Linked DNA regions of Anser cygnoides: region 1 is linked to region 2. The links are chromatin contacts, called in public Hi-C maps. All regions are on one chromosome and are shown on one strand. The core of a region is the stretch at or near the end of the contact, and the rest is flanking DNA. Distances in the headings are between cores, read along the strand shown.

The links. Hi-C and Micro-C count contacts between places; a contact is called where the count stands out from the background.
Region 1: a contact with region 2 is called in a Hi-C map of liver, with 5 times the contacts expected there. The contact joins two enhancer-like sites. A contact is called at or near these places in 2 of 7 Hi-C or Micro-C datasets (both in liver).

What each region holds. Positions count from the first base shown.
Region 1 is chr4:15,521,106-15,527,154 of Taihu_goose_T2T_genome, reverse strand. No RefSeq gene overlaps it. Among named protein-coding and RNA genes, the nearest start is that of CPEB2, 59 kb to the left of the region's middle. Within about 2 kb of position 4,379, at least 1 of the 3 cell types and tissues checked has open chromatin away from gene starts, as enhancers often do. A contact at or near this core is called in liver, where this site is marked.
Region 2 is chr4:15,448,447-15,454,948 of Taihu_goose_T2T_genome, reverse strand. No RefSeq gene overlaps it. Among named protein-coding and RNA genes, the nearest start is that of CPEB2, 130 kb to the left of the region's middle. Within about 2 kb of position 5,223, at least 1 of the 3 cell types and tissues checked has open chromatin away from gene starts, as enhancers often do. A contact at or near this core is called in liver, where this site is marked.

The DNA of each region.
Region 1 (6,049 bases), core at 3,130-5,629, 73 kb before region 2:
CGTGCAGGGTGGGTGTAGAGAGCGGCACTGGCAGGTGTGTTCGGGACAGCGAGGCTTAAAAAGGGCCCAAACAAGTTACCCAGCATATTTTTAATAGCTCACTGCCAAAAAATAAATGACAGAGAATCGGAGTTAATGCCTCGAGAAGGTCTGGAAGTCATTTGTATTTTAAAATGTCTTGTTAGCGTACATTGTGGCATTACTATTAAAGCAACCGGTTCAGCCTAATATAATACATCTAATTATATGACGTGAGCTTCATCTGATGACTTTTGCCAATTATATCTGACAGGGCTATTTTAGATGAGAGGCCATGTGTTACAGCAGTTTCAGGAGATGAATATAACATAGCATATGTTTTCAAAAATAAAATATCCACTATGTTATTTGCAGTGATTAAGTGCCTACCAATGCAGTTGTGAGGCAAGGAAGCAGGCCCTTCTGGTTTGTGAATTATGCCTGTGCTGAGTCATCGCTGCTTTTTAAAAAAGGTTTATTATGAATGAAGGGCTGGGTCAATGCCAAGTGCTTTGTTTCTCACTGTTTCTTTTGTTCCCCAGCAAATTGTTCACGTCCTTGGAAACGAGCCTTAAAATGAAAACTTGTGAAGTGGCAGGAGAAGCACCAAGCACTCAAAGCCTCCAGACAGCCTCCACAAGGAGTGACCCTATGGACCTGAGTAGGAGATGCTACCAAAAATGAAGAATATGACATAATCTATTGTATGACAAAACATTATCCCTTAAAATTAATGTAAAGGTCAACTATGGGAATACAAAGCAAAACAAGCTGTGAACATTTTCTGCAAGAGAAGAGAGATGCAGCCTCATGTGAGAATGTCTGGGCAGAGGATAAAAGAAAATAAGGGCATCCTCCATTCCCTCTGGAAGCGTCAGACAGATAAGAAGTGGGCAGGGATTAGAAAGCTGCTCTTGGTGCCTCCTGTGCCTTCTACTGCTGTTCAGACAGATGCTGAGCAGAGTTCAAAATTTGTGGGTTTGAAGAAAAAGAGAGAGAGCACAGGAGCGGGCAAGAGAAATACCCCCGTATCAGTGCTCAGGCCAACTGTACCAACACTGCTTTTTCTGGAGACTGCCCCAGAAAATGTCTTGTGGGGGTGCTGGATTGCAGTGTCCCAGGCTGGGAGGCCACAGGAGTTGGTCCCTGAGATAGGAGGCACGTAGGCCTCCTCGGCCTGCTGCAGGGAGCAGATCCCAGCTGGCTTGGTGGCACCTGGAAGGCGCTGTGGCCAGTCCATGCTGGGCAGCACAACTCTGTCATTACCTGTTCATGCATTCAGGGCAGCATCAGACCTTTGGGCATGCACTGAATGAGAGATTTGGGCAAGAGGATGGTTGTGGGGTGGCAGCAGCCCTGGTGGGGAGCAGCAGCTCGGACTCCCACGTTGTGTCAGTCCCAAAAGTTTTGCAGATCCAAGCCCCAACTCATGCTGGGGCTTCACTGGGATGGCAAGTGAGATGCTCTGCATCCTCTCCAGCCTGCGAGTCCCATCCTGAAACGCTCCAAAAGGTCTCCCCACGTGCACAAGAACAGTGAGCCATACCCAGACTCTCACCAGCCAGACCTGCACATCACTCTGAAGTACTTATCTGCAATATGAGAAACTCGTGTCCAAATCCCTTCCCTGCTGGCTGGTACTCAAACGTGTGTTTGTATCCTAGGAAAGCCTAATTACTTCACTTCAGGGTATTCTGGGACAGATGTTCTCCAAATCTCTCGTTCAGGTTTTTCAACTTTGGCTAAATATTTACATTCTTCCTCTGCCCCTACCCTCAGCTGAGTGTGTAACCACTTAACTATGCAGTAACTTTCTCTTTCGCTCTACCCCAGTAGATACCTAATTGTTTTGAAAAAAAGCAAAGCAATTTTAACAGGAGGGACTGAGAGCCCTCCGAACACCCACCGCCTTCATAGCTAGATTGCTGCTGAAAATTAGAAGCTGGTTGTTAAAAGCCTTCAGGCAAAAAAAGAGCTCTTCCACCTCTCACATGAAGTCTTTAATCACTAGATTACAGGATAAAAGGCAGAGTGGGTGAGGAGGGAGCACTGTGTGTTTTGTGGGAAAGGCCTGTCTTAGGTGTTGAATGCCAAAAGAACATTCATGGTCAAGGAGAAGGAGATAATGTCCATTGGCACGGCATCACCTAGCTCTCTTAAGAGCTTTAACTTTGCATCTTTCCTTGACTTGTCTGAGATAATTCAGGTGTCTTCCTATTCAGTGTGCAAGCTGGAGGATGCCTATGAAGACAAGCTCGGACAGAGATTTCCATCCTGCCTGTGGTCTGAGCTGGCCAGATGAGACCCAGCAGTGATCCAGCGGTGTATACGATGTTAGTGCATTGCTGCACTTCAATCAGTACATCCAGCTGAAAGGCAGGGTGCTTTTGCTGAGGCGAAACACAGTGCTAACATAGCTAAACAGCCTCCGAACCACAACTGGCCTGCATCCAGCCAGTGAAGAGCACAGCCAGAGGAGTCCAGGTCTGCCTACACCTACCTGCATAAGCCCAATTATTAGTTAGTGCCAAATTCTCCACTTGCTCTAAGGAATTTGGGTGCCACAGTGTTAGGCACTGCAGCGTTATGCATTGTATTTTTGGATGCTTGACTTCCAATTGACCTGTAGAGTCAAATCTGACCTGAGTTGGTGTAAAACCTGCACTGGGACTTGCAGAATGTGTGAAGTTCTCTGTCACAGATGTGGTGATCTGTGGCCACAAACAGTCCAGCTTTGGTGCTGGCACTCACCTGAACATTGAATAAATACGCCGACACATAAATCTGTATCATGACTTATGTTCTAATTTATCTGCCACCCTCAAGTATGTTGCTTCCATGAGCAATTGTTCTGATTCATTCAGAGTTTGTTTGACATCAGCTCCTGCAAGTTCAGTTCACTTTAACCAACTCAGGTGTTAAACTGGGGCATAAACATTCCTCAAGAAGGTCGCTGAAACTTTCTTCCTGGCACCCAGAGGCAAGATAAGATCTATATTTAGCACTGTAAAAAAAGTTATTTCCTTGTTTGTTTAATGGAAATTGAATTTGGAAATTGAAGGTAGCAGACATCAGTTCTTTGCAGTTTTTGCTTATTGGAGATTTTGTAGTTCATTTTCACCTTCCTTCAGCCAATGGTATAGTGCCGTGTAGTGTATGAGAGATTCAGGTCAAAGACATGAAAAATATAATATATAACAATTATAAACAACAGGAATTTTGGGTTCATATCCTGCATTTTTGTCTGAGATACCGACATATATAACCAAACTTGCCAAATTCTTCTAAGTAGTGTGTGTGTATGTGGTTTAAAAATGCAAGCAACCCCATCAAAGGGCCTCCAGCTTTTTGATTCTCTGAGAAATGAATAATATTCAGCACATTTTTTGGAAACCGCATTTAAGTCAACCCTGAAAGTGGGGCTGGACATTTAATATTCAGAGAATTTTAACAGCTTCAACATGAACTAGGAAAAAGTAGAGTTGCATTTTGGATCCTGCTGTCTGCCAAAATAATACCCTTGCATATTTTTAATCTTCACAGCACTTTGCAGACAATGAATGGACAGGTTTAGGTGCTTCGGTCTGGAGCTCTGAGCTTGGTGGTTCTTAGTATATGTCACGGCCAAAAAAAATCCTAAGGCTCAAGAAGGTGGGGGTTGCGATGTCAGGCGTTCAGGAGTTAGGAACACGCTGTTATTAAAATCTGCTTGTGCAACTCGGTCAGTGCCCTCATCAAAGGGCCAGACTAGCGCTCTTCCTTGATCCTTCTTTCGGACCAAGTGCAGCTTGGACATGGCCCCGCTGCCTGGAGCGTGCTCGCCCATGTGGGGCCCGTGGCAGGGGAGCAATCCCGGCTCCGGAGCTCAGTGCTCTGGTTTTCCAGGCTGGGTTGCTTGACTGCCTGTTACAGTTTCCACAGGGCTCTAGTTTCACTCAGTGAAGTTTTTTTCATTTCTTTCTTTTTTTTTTTTTTTTTTTTTTTTTGTTATTTTGATATTTTTCTGATGCTACCAAAAATCTTACGGGCACTAATTTGGGCGGCTTCCCTGAGAGCTTGGGCAATCTTATCATTCACATTTTGCAACTGAGGAAATAAAGACAAGCTTGCTTAAAATGTCTTCTGGAGTTCGCTGTCCTTTCCAAGGCACCGAGACCTTGGGTTTTCACAGCGCACAGCATTAAGTCCTGGCATCCTCACCCACACCCGTAGCCACCGCTGAGAAGGTCAAGCCCTGTCTGATGGGCACGACGCTAGGAACAGGCCATGGTTGAGCAGTCATTCTCATGTGACTTAGTCTCAGGACATTGTCCGGTATCTGAATGGGTCCCCTGGCACACACTCAGAGAGACTCGTATCTAAATGACATTTCTTTTTAAGCAATGAAAGTATTCTTCCTCTTCCTGCAATCTCCCGCATTGTTCCCCTCTCCGTTTCTGCGGCGAATGTGGGAAGCCTGCCACAGACAACATCTGAATTCAGTGCATAGACCAGCTCCTTCCAGGTACACCAACTGAGGCACTGATTGTATTTGAACTGAAATAGCATGTGACTGACCAGCCTTAATTCTGCGTTTCCTATCTTTGGAGAGTTTGACTTGGCAGTCCTGCCAGTGCTATTGTGCAATAACTTATAAACATGCTGGTAGATTAAGTGGAGAATATTTGGAGAGGGATGTGGATGTGTTTGTGTTCCTGAAGCTAACAGCCCAAACACCCCATGAGGTAAGTGCTCAAGTACCCTCTTTTTACAGAGGAGGAAGAGGGTGTGTGGGCTGATAACGTGACAGGAGGCCAATGGCTGGCTTCTCAGCTCTGCTCAGCTCCTGCTTCCAGTACTTAAAGGCAACGCGGGCAGTTCCCAGCCCTGGATCTGGCATCCTAAAGCTTCTCAGCTACTGCTACGGAGCAGAGATTTTGCTGCCAGGGGAGGGCAGGTTGGGCACCCCATCCTCTGCTCATTCCCTGTGGAGGGGAGTGGGAATACCACTGCACCAGCTGCTCCAGTCTGTGGTAGCAGAAGACCTCTTCTTTTGTTGGGAATCCTGGGCTGGGCTGTGAAGGTTTGATTAGCTGTGTGATCGGGGTGAAGATCTGACCCCAAAGCTCTTGGCTCACAGGTCTGTGCTTTGATCATTGGAGTATAGAGTTATGCAAATGGGGGAATGGGGAAAAGAAAGTTTTTATTATTTTTTTAATCTTTTTCTGTGTTAGCAGAAGGAAATGGAAAAGAGAGGTAATCTTTTCTCCTTTAATTGTCTGGTCCTGCTCTATTGAACTTGATGGCTATTCCCATATACTGCTCAATGGGAGCAGGCTTGGCAATGACTGCTTCCCATTAGAATATCATGGCCTCAGTGGATTTCGATAGCTTTCTGTGGGGATGTGTCTGTCTCCTTGGTGTGATCTTGCAGGCTGCTTGTGATATGGAAGAGAAAAAAGAGAAATAATGAGAAAATAATAACCTTTCTGCCCACATCAGGAAAGAGCCACCACAGGCTGCTGGTCCCTGGTGCATGCAGGATGTTTTCAGGACCTGGTTTGTCCCCTGAGGCTGGGCAGAAGGTTTGGAGAGGTCCAGATCCCCCTGTGAGCAGGGGTTACCACTGCATGCAGCCCCGGGGCAGGCAGGGGAGTTTCTCTGCTCAGAGAAATTTGCTGTCTCCAGCCAATAGGGCACTCTTCAGATGTTGTAGTACTGATGTAGAGTTTGTCTGGCCTAACAGGAAAGGATTTTAGCTTTAAAAATGCTCTCAGGTCCTCTGCGTTTAGCTCTTGTCAGCACACAAAAGTCTTCACAAGAACAGCTCGGAAGTCTAACGGATACGGAAAGTCAGAGGGCCAGAGGTAGAGACAGCTTTTGTGGTGTGTGACCTGCTGGTTGAGGTCCCCATGCTTCAGCTCCTAGCCTGCCTTTTCCTCTTCTGCTCCCCCTCTCCCTTTGCCAGCACACTGTGCCGCTCAGCAGGTACTAACTATGCTTTTCTCTCAAGTGGACAAATCAACGGATATAATTAGATTGAACTAAGCCT
Region 2 (6,502 bases), core at 3,974-6,473:
AGGAAAGCAGATAATGGTATGGATTAGCTTGTGGTATGGTGTCCATGGGCAAAGTTGATGTTTTTCAGTATCTTCATTGGCCAGGGTCAACAGTAGTTGAGGTGGATTTAAACTGGTAATTCAGACATGAAGTAGAAAAATGCCAGACCATTTGAAAAAGAGAATGAACAAAATCTGTAAAGTACTTAGGTGAGGTTTTAAAGTGGTGGTTAAATATTCAGGTGGCTCAAGGTGATTTGGGAAATAGTGATGTTTAGGATGAAGTGGAGAAAAAAATTAGTGGAAGTGGAGAAAACCAGATAATGGTTTTCAGGCAAGAGGCATATTAAAGCACATTATGAACTGGAGGGAGAAAGTCCTCAGGGACCTGGAGCTTAGCAAAGATATGGTACAGCAAATAGTGGGAGTTAGAGAGAGCAAGAGAGATGGAAACTAAAAGGAGAAAATAGCCTCACAACATATGGAAGCAAGAGATCAGGAGGACACCCTAGGGGGTACTAGTGTGGATTTATGTCCTGCAATTATAATTAGTGAAAATGAGGGGATAAAATGAGATTTTTAATTTTTAGTATCAAAGACCTATTTCCAAGTTTTTAAGTAAGTTGTACATATTCCACATCTGCTAACGTCTCTCTGAACTCCCTACTAGACTCCTCAGATAGTGCCTTGTCTGTGACTCACCCTGGGATGAACTGCACCAGTCAGTAGAAGACATAATGTGATGAAAACTCTGGAGACAGTGCAAGATCCACCAGGAGAAAACAGCAAACATAATGCAACATTGGAAGGTCTCATGGTCAAAAATGACACCCAAATATAAACAGGGTGTGCCAGTTGGAATGGACAATTAGATAATGTTCAGCAAATCCTCTAATATGCAGTACTGCAAGGGTATAAATATTTATGATATTTAAAAAAATGTTTTATGTATGTCGGCTTCCAGGCAGAAGGTTCTGGTTTGCATTCGGACTTCATTAAGGAATTAGACAGGTGGAAAAGTGAACCACTGTCATCCTTGGAAATCTAGAAATTTGTGAAACTTCTGGTGGGCTCCAGACCTGCAAAGGGAAGAACATCTACTGATAGCATGAGAAATAGGCCCCACGTTGTCTAATAAAGTAATGCTTGTTGCATATATATGCCCTACAGGAAGGAAGATAATTGAAATATGGGGAATGCATGTCTATGAGTCTACACTTCTTATGAACATTTATAAGAGCAAATACTTCTTAACTGCAATAAGCTGTAATAAATCTATTTATTGGTGGGTACTTAGGATGGCTGTGCTCTAGGGACATTTTGCAACTTTTGGTTGACTTGAAATTATCCAGACAAAATAGTCAGGAAATTTTCAAACATCCAGTTACTGAGTATTTTGAAAAACAACAACAACAACATCAACAACAAAAAACAGAGTAACTTTGAAGAATGGACAAACTTGAACAACATAAACAGAAAAGATAGTTGACTATTTCAAACACTTTACAAATTCTTCTTTACATTCTAGTAGAAATAATGTCAAGTCTGGCTACTAGAACAATAATTGAGGATTCATATAGCGTTTGTGGGAATCACCATGTAATTACCATTGTCTCCAGTGGTGGTACAGCAAAATAATATGCAATATTTCAAGATATTTAATTAAGTAGTGTCAGTGAGTTACCTTGAAGATAACTTCTATCACCCCCATATGACAGGCTTGTTGATGACTAGCTGATGGATGACTCCCCTCAGTCTGAAAGACAGATGAACTGAGGAACATCAGTGTGATATGCAGAACTCAGTGTGATGGATTATGTATAATTATTTGATATTTACTCTTTAAAGGTGACCTACAGATGCAATGCTTTAGTTTATTGTTGTTTGTTTTCTTTAAAATATAAGAAAAATCTCTATAAAGTTCTTCAGTGGAAACTGTACCTTTTTCTTTTCAGTAGAAATCCTTGTCCATTTTGTTTTTCCCCAAAGACCTCTGATCCAAGACAGAAGTAACAGGTTTATTGTATCAGATATCAAGGAAAGAAAAGATCTTTGTGTGAGAGAATTTTCTTATGTGGTCTCCTTTGGATGTGTTAGCTGTTATGAATTCATGTGTGGTTCACTAGTGATGTCAACAGCAAAACCCATCATCCCCATCTTGGGAATTGTAGAAAATAACCTGCAGCCAGCATGACAAAAATGTAGCATGAGACGAGAGCAAAGACAGAAAACAGAAGTTAAAGAAAGATGAGGCTGCTAATTTTTGTTTCTGTCAGAGGAGTTAAGGAGCAACTATTGTCTGTATTTTCTTTAGCATAAAGTATGGGCTTTCGGTTCCTCACACAAGTAACTGCTCTCTTACTCTCCTGTGTTGGCAGTGTTGCCTTGTATTTTGATTTACTGCTCTTTTTCTCACTGTCACCATGCTGCTGACTTGATCACAGCCTTCAGTTTGGAAATCCTTGCTTTTTACTCATGTCTGACTCTTGTTTACTACACCATTTGTCTTCTACTATATCAGTGCACTCCTTTGTGGACCCTAAGGTGATAATTACATTAGCAGTACTTCATCACAAGCTTGTTAGGCCTCGACAGTTGATTTTGGCTGACTATAATCAGCCTTGTCCCCACTTGTCATTGTCCCTTTGTGCAGTGGTTGCACATGACTTTTTCTACATCAGCAAGTAGTGTGTTCTTTTACTAGTGGATCTGCAGACCAAAAAACTTCCATTGACCTTTGTGCGACATGTAGTTTTGGGGACTTTAATTCAGGCTAGCTCTGGTTAGGTTCTGAGGGCTGAATCATTAGCAGCTGGAGCAGGTCTTTGAGTTTCACTTTGGCTGAAAGGCATCTGGTTTGTGTGCCCTGAGACAGCTCTGCTGCTCCAACCAAAGCACAGTAAGGGGGAGACAGTCAAGAGCTTTGCAAATGCGCTTCTGACCTGAGCTACAATGCTTATGATAGTGCCTGTGCTGCTTGCTGATACACCTGGTGTAGTGCTGCCTCACATGGTCTAAAGTAAGACCTGGGATTTTTATTTTATTTTATTTTATTTTGATTATTGTGTGAGTAAATCCTCTTTCCTCCTGTGGTCATTTAGCAGACAACTAAGCCCCTTTATTTTTAGTGTGCACATCCAGGTAAATCTGATGGGAGGTAATTTGTGTTTATTCCCACTATCTCCATGCAATATCCATCTGGCTTCAGTGGAACATCTCAAAACTAGAATAGTTTGGGTGCTCTTGACCTTTATACCTCTTCAAGATAGTTGAAGCCCTATTTATCTCATTAGGCCTTATTTTGGATGTGAAAAAAAAAAAAATCACATACTTACACTTCCTCTTTCTCTCCTTTTTGTATATGCCAAAGAACTTGATCGGGGTTGCTGAAGTCCATGCTCATTTTCTGTGATGTGTCTGTCATCTTGCACTGTGCATGTATTAAAGAAAAAAAAAAAAAGTAATTCTGTCAGTGAGTGTAAATTTAAGTTAAAATACTGGTCTTTACTGAAAGATCACACACATTAGGTAAGAATAGGGATGGCTGAGACAGCTGATGAGTAATATTGTGTTTGAAGAAATGATCCATTTATTTGACAGGAGATTTGACAGAATTCAAGGCAAGGGAAGAATCTACTTTTTGCAGCTGCTGCAACCACTATTTTCTGGAAGTAGAGCTGGAAGTGTAAGAGTTGAGAAAACAGGTTGTAGTGGATTTTGCATCCACCAGCCATGAGCTCAGGTTTTGGGAGTGGAGGTATATCCCAAATGAATCTCTCATTCCCTCAGGCGTCGGGCCATCTATATACAGAATGTAGTTCATTGGGGCCTTAATTCATATCAGAGCTCCCACATACTCACTCAGTACGTAAAAAGCTGTAAAAAGGAAGGCACCCAGAGATGCAGTATTTGCTCACTCTACTCCGATTCTCAATATGACCTTGCGCAAAACATATGCTAGTTGATTTTAGGTAAAATGTTATTTTAATAAAATGTGGCATCACAACTATAAACTCTTCCTTAATTTCCTTCTTCCCCATGTATTTCTGCTCTTTTATTTCATGTGGGTCTTTCATGGAATGTCCCTTATTTAATTTACTAAATTCTGTGCTTTTTTCTCTGATTTTTTTCTGAAATTATGCTCTTCTCTTTGCAGTGTATGTCAAGAGCAGATGAAATGACAATACTTTTTTTTTTTTTCTAACACAAGCCTATTTTTATGAAGATCCATAAATAATTTCTTATAAACACCGTGGAAAACTCTTGTTGACTGCACAGGAGACATGTTTACAAATAGATTGAAAGCATAAACAATGCATTATCATTGTTTCAAATCAAAAGAAAGCACAAAACTAAGTGAAAAAAATATAAACATTAGGCATCTCAAAAGTCTCTTGAAAAGCTGGAAATTAACAGCCGGATAGTCAGCTAGGAAAAATGGACATAACACCACTGATGTTGCTGAAAGTACAGCAATTTATACCAGACTATGTCCTGGCCTTGTGATTTTTATTCTGCATAATTTTTGTCATCTATCTCCATTAATGTTAATGGAAAATGGACATTTCAAGCAGTCAGGAGTAGCCAAAGAGGTGCATTCATTGTTATAACTGATAAATTAGTGTCTTTGTTCAAACAACTCACATTTACATTCAGTGTTAGAGGAGGAAAAGCTCCTTAAAAATTTATAAGCTGACTATGCAGGTTAACTTAAATGTGCAGTTGTACAGTGTTGACTCAGAGTTAAATTTAGGAGCACTTTGCTAAACTAGGGGAAAGTAGAGCGTTTGTTCGACATCACAGACTTGCAAATGGTTGAGCTAAATATAATGGTGACTATTCAGTCACAGGTCAGGCACAGACAGAGTGCTTAGAGTGCTTTCCATGCATTGATTGGTCTAATTTTGGAGATCATTTTGTGTTTTATTCAAAACTAGACAAGGCTGTGAGAAAAACATGGACTTATGGGATACAGGGTAAGGCATAAATAGAGCAAGCCTGATGTTCTGCTTCTTTTTGTATGCCTTATGCAGTCACTGCTGGAAAGAGCAGGAAGCTATCCTGGGACAGATCCTTTCTAAGCTACCTTTGAGTTACTCTGTAGAACTATGTTTGGCATCCCCAGACACTATCCTTGCCTGTCTGGGGACTGACCTCAGAGTGATTTTACTGTTTATCATTTATTTGTCCAGAGGAGTCCCAATGCTCTTTGCAAATAAAGACCTGGACTTTCAAACCCAGACTTGTGCTGCGTGAGTAACTGTGTAATTAATGTGTGTAAATGCCCAGTGTGCTCACATAAATCAGTTGCTTCTATCCACGTGTGACCAGGTAGCTGCCTACTGGCTATGTTCCTGTACAAATACCTTATTTAGATACAAACATTAGGCGTCCATGACACGTGGACATACAGGTAGGTATCTGTATGACTTTAAACTGATTAATGGAAAATATATTTTTTCACCCTGCATTTGTTTCATGTTCTTCCTCCAAACCTGTCCCTGGACATAAAAGACTCTGAATTGTCCATCAAGTCTCAACCATAAATTCATGGTTTGTGATTTCCTATGCTGAGCTTGTGCTTCCATGTCCCCTATCCGAACCTTCAACACAACAGGTCTTCGGGGTGCCCTCAGGACCACTGGTAGCTTGCTGTACTGATACAGCTACCAAGTCCAAAGTGCCCTCAAGAGGAATGAGAAGAACTTTTGCTGTTTTACCAGTTTGAATTTTCTGGCAAAAATTTAATTCATTTCTGCCACTTTCCATTTGTCGTGGAAAAAAAAAGTTGAGTATTACTGAGTAGTGACAGCTACATATATAGAAAAGACATTCTATGGATATAGAAAAGACAGTGTCATCTGTGGACTGAACATCCAATCTAAGGAGCTTCACAGGCTAGTCCCTGAGATTAATATAGATTAAGTTTGATGGGAATAAAAAGAAATCCAATAAACAAAACCAAGACAAAATCTGAAGACTCTTCCTCAGCCCTTTTGATGGGTCTTTTTGACAGTGTGCATTACTGGGTTAAAGAGTTCCATGCATTCTTCAGTTAACCGACTTCATTTCGGAATGCCATTCAACCAGATCTGGAGAAAATTTTAAACAGAACATGGTCATCTAATACCTGTGCATTTAGAGCATCAACTAGCTTTAGAGTCATCAAGAAATGAGATGAATTAATCTGCATATGTAACTTGCAAAGGAATGATCACTCCTGACTAAGTACAGGATGCACCTGATATGTTATGAGAATGGCTGCAGAGCCCTTTTTGAATTTATTATTTAGCCGATGACTTGCTGACATCTGTATCTGCACAATTTGTTATGAATAATTTAAACTATAGAGAGCAGAAATTGTGACTGAATTAAAAGACCAAAAACCTGCTTGAAAATGCTTTCATGATCCTTTTTCTTGCTTAAAACTTGAAGATCAAACAAGAAAAAAAATGCAGTTTAGTGTTACTACACACCGTACAAGGAACCAGCAGAGTTGCAGAGTTGAGCTCATTGGATATAT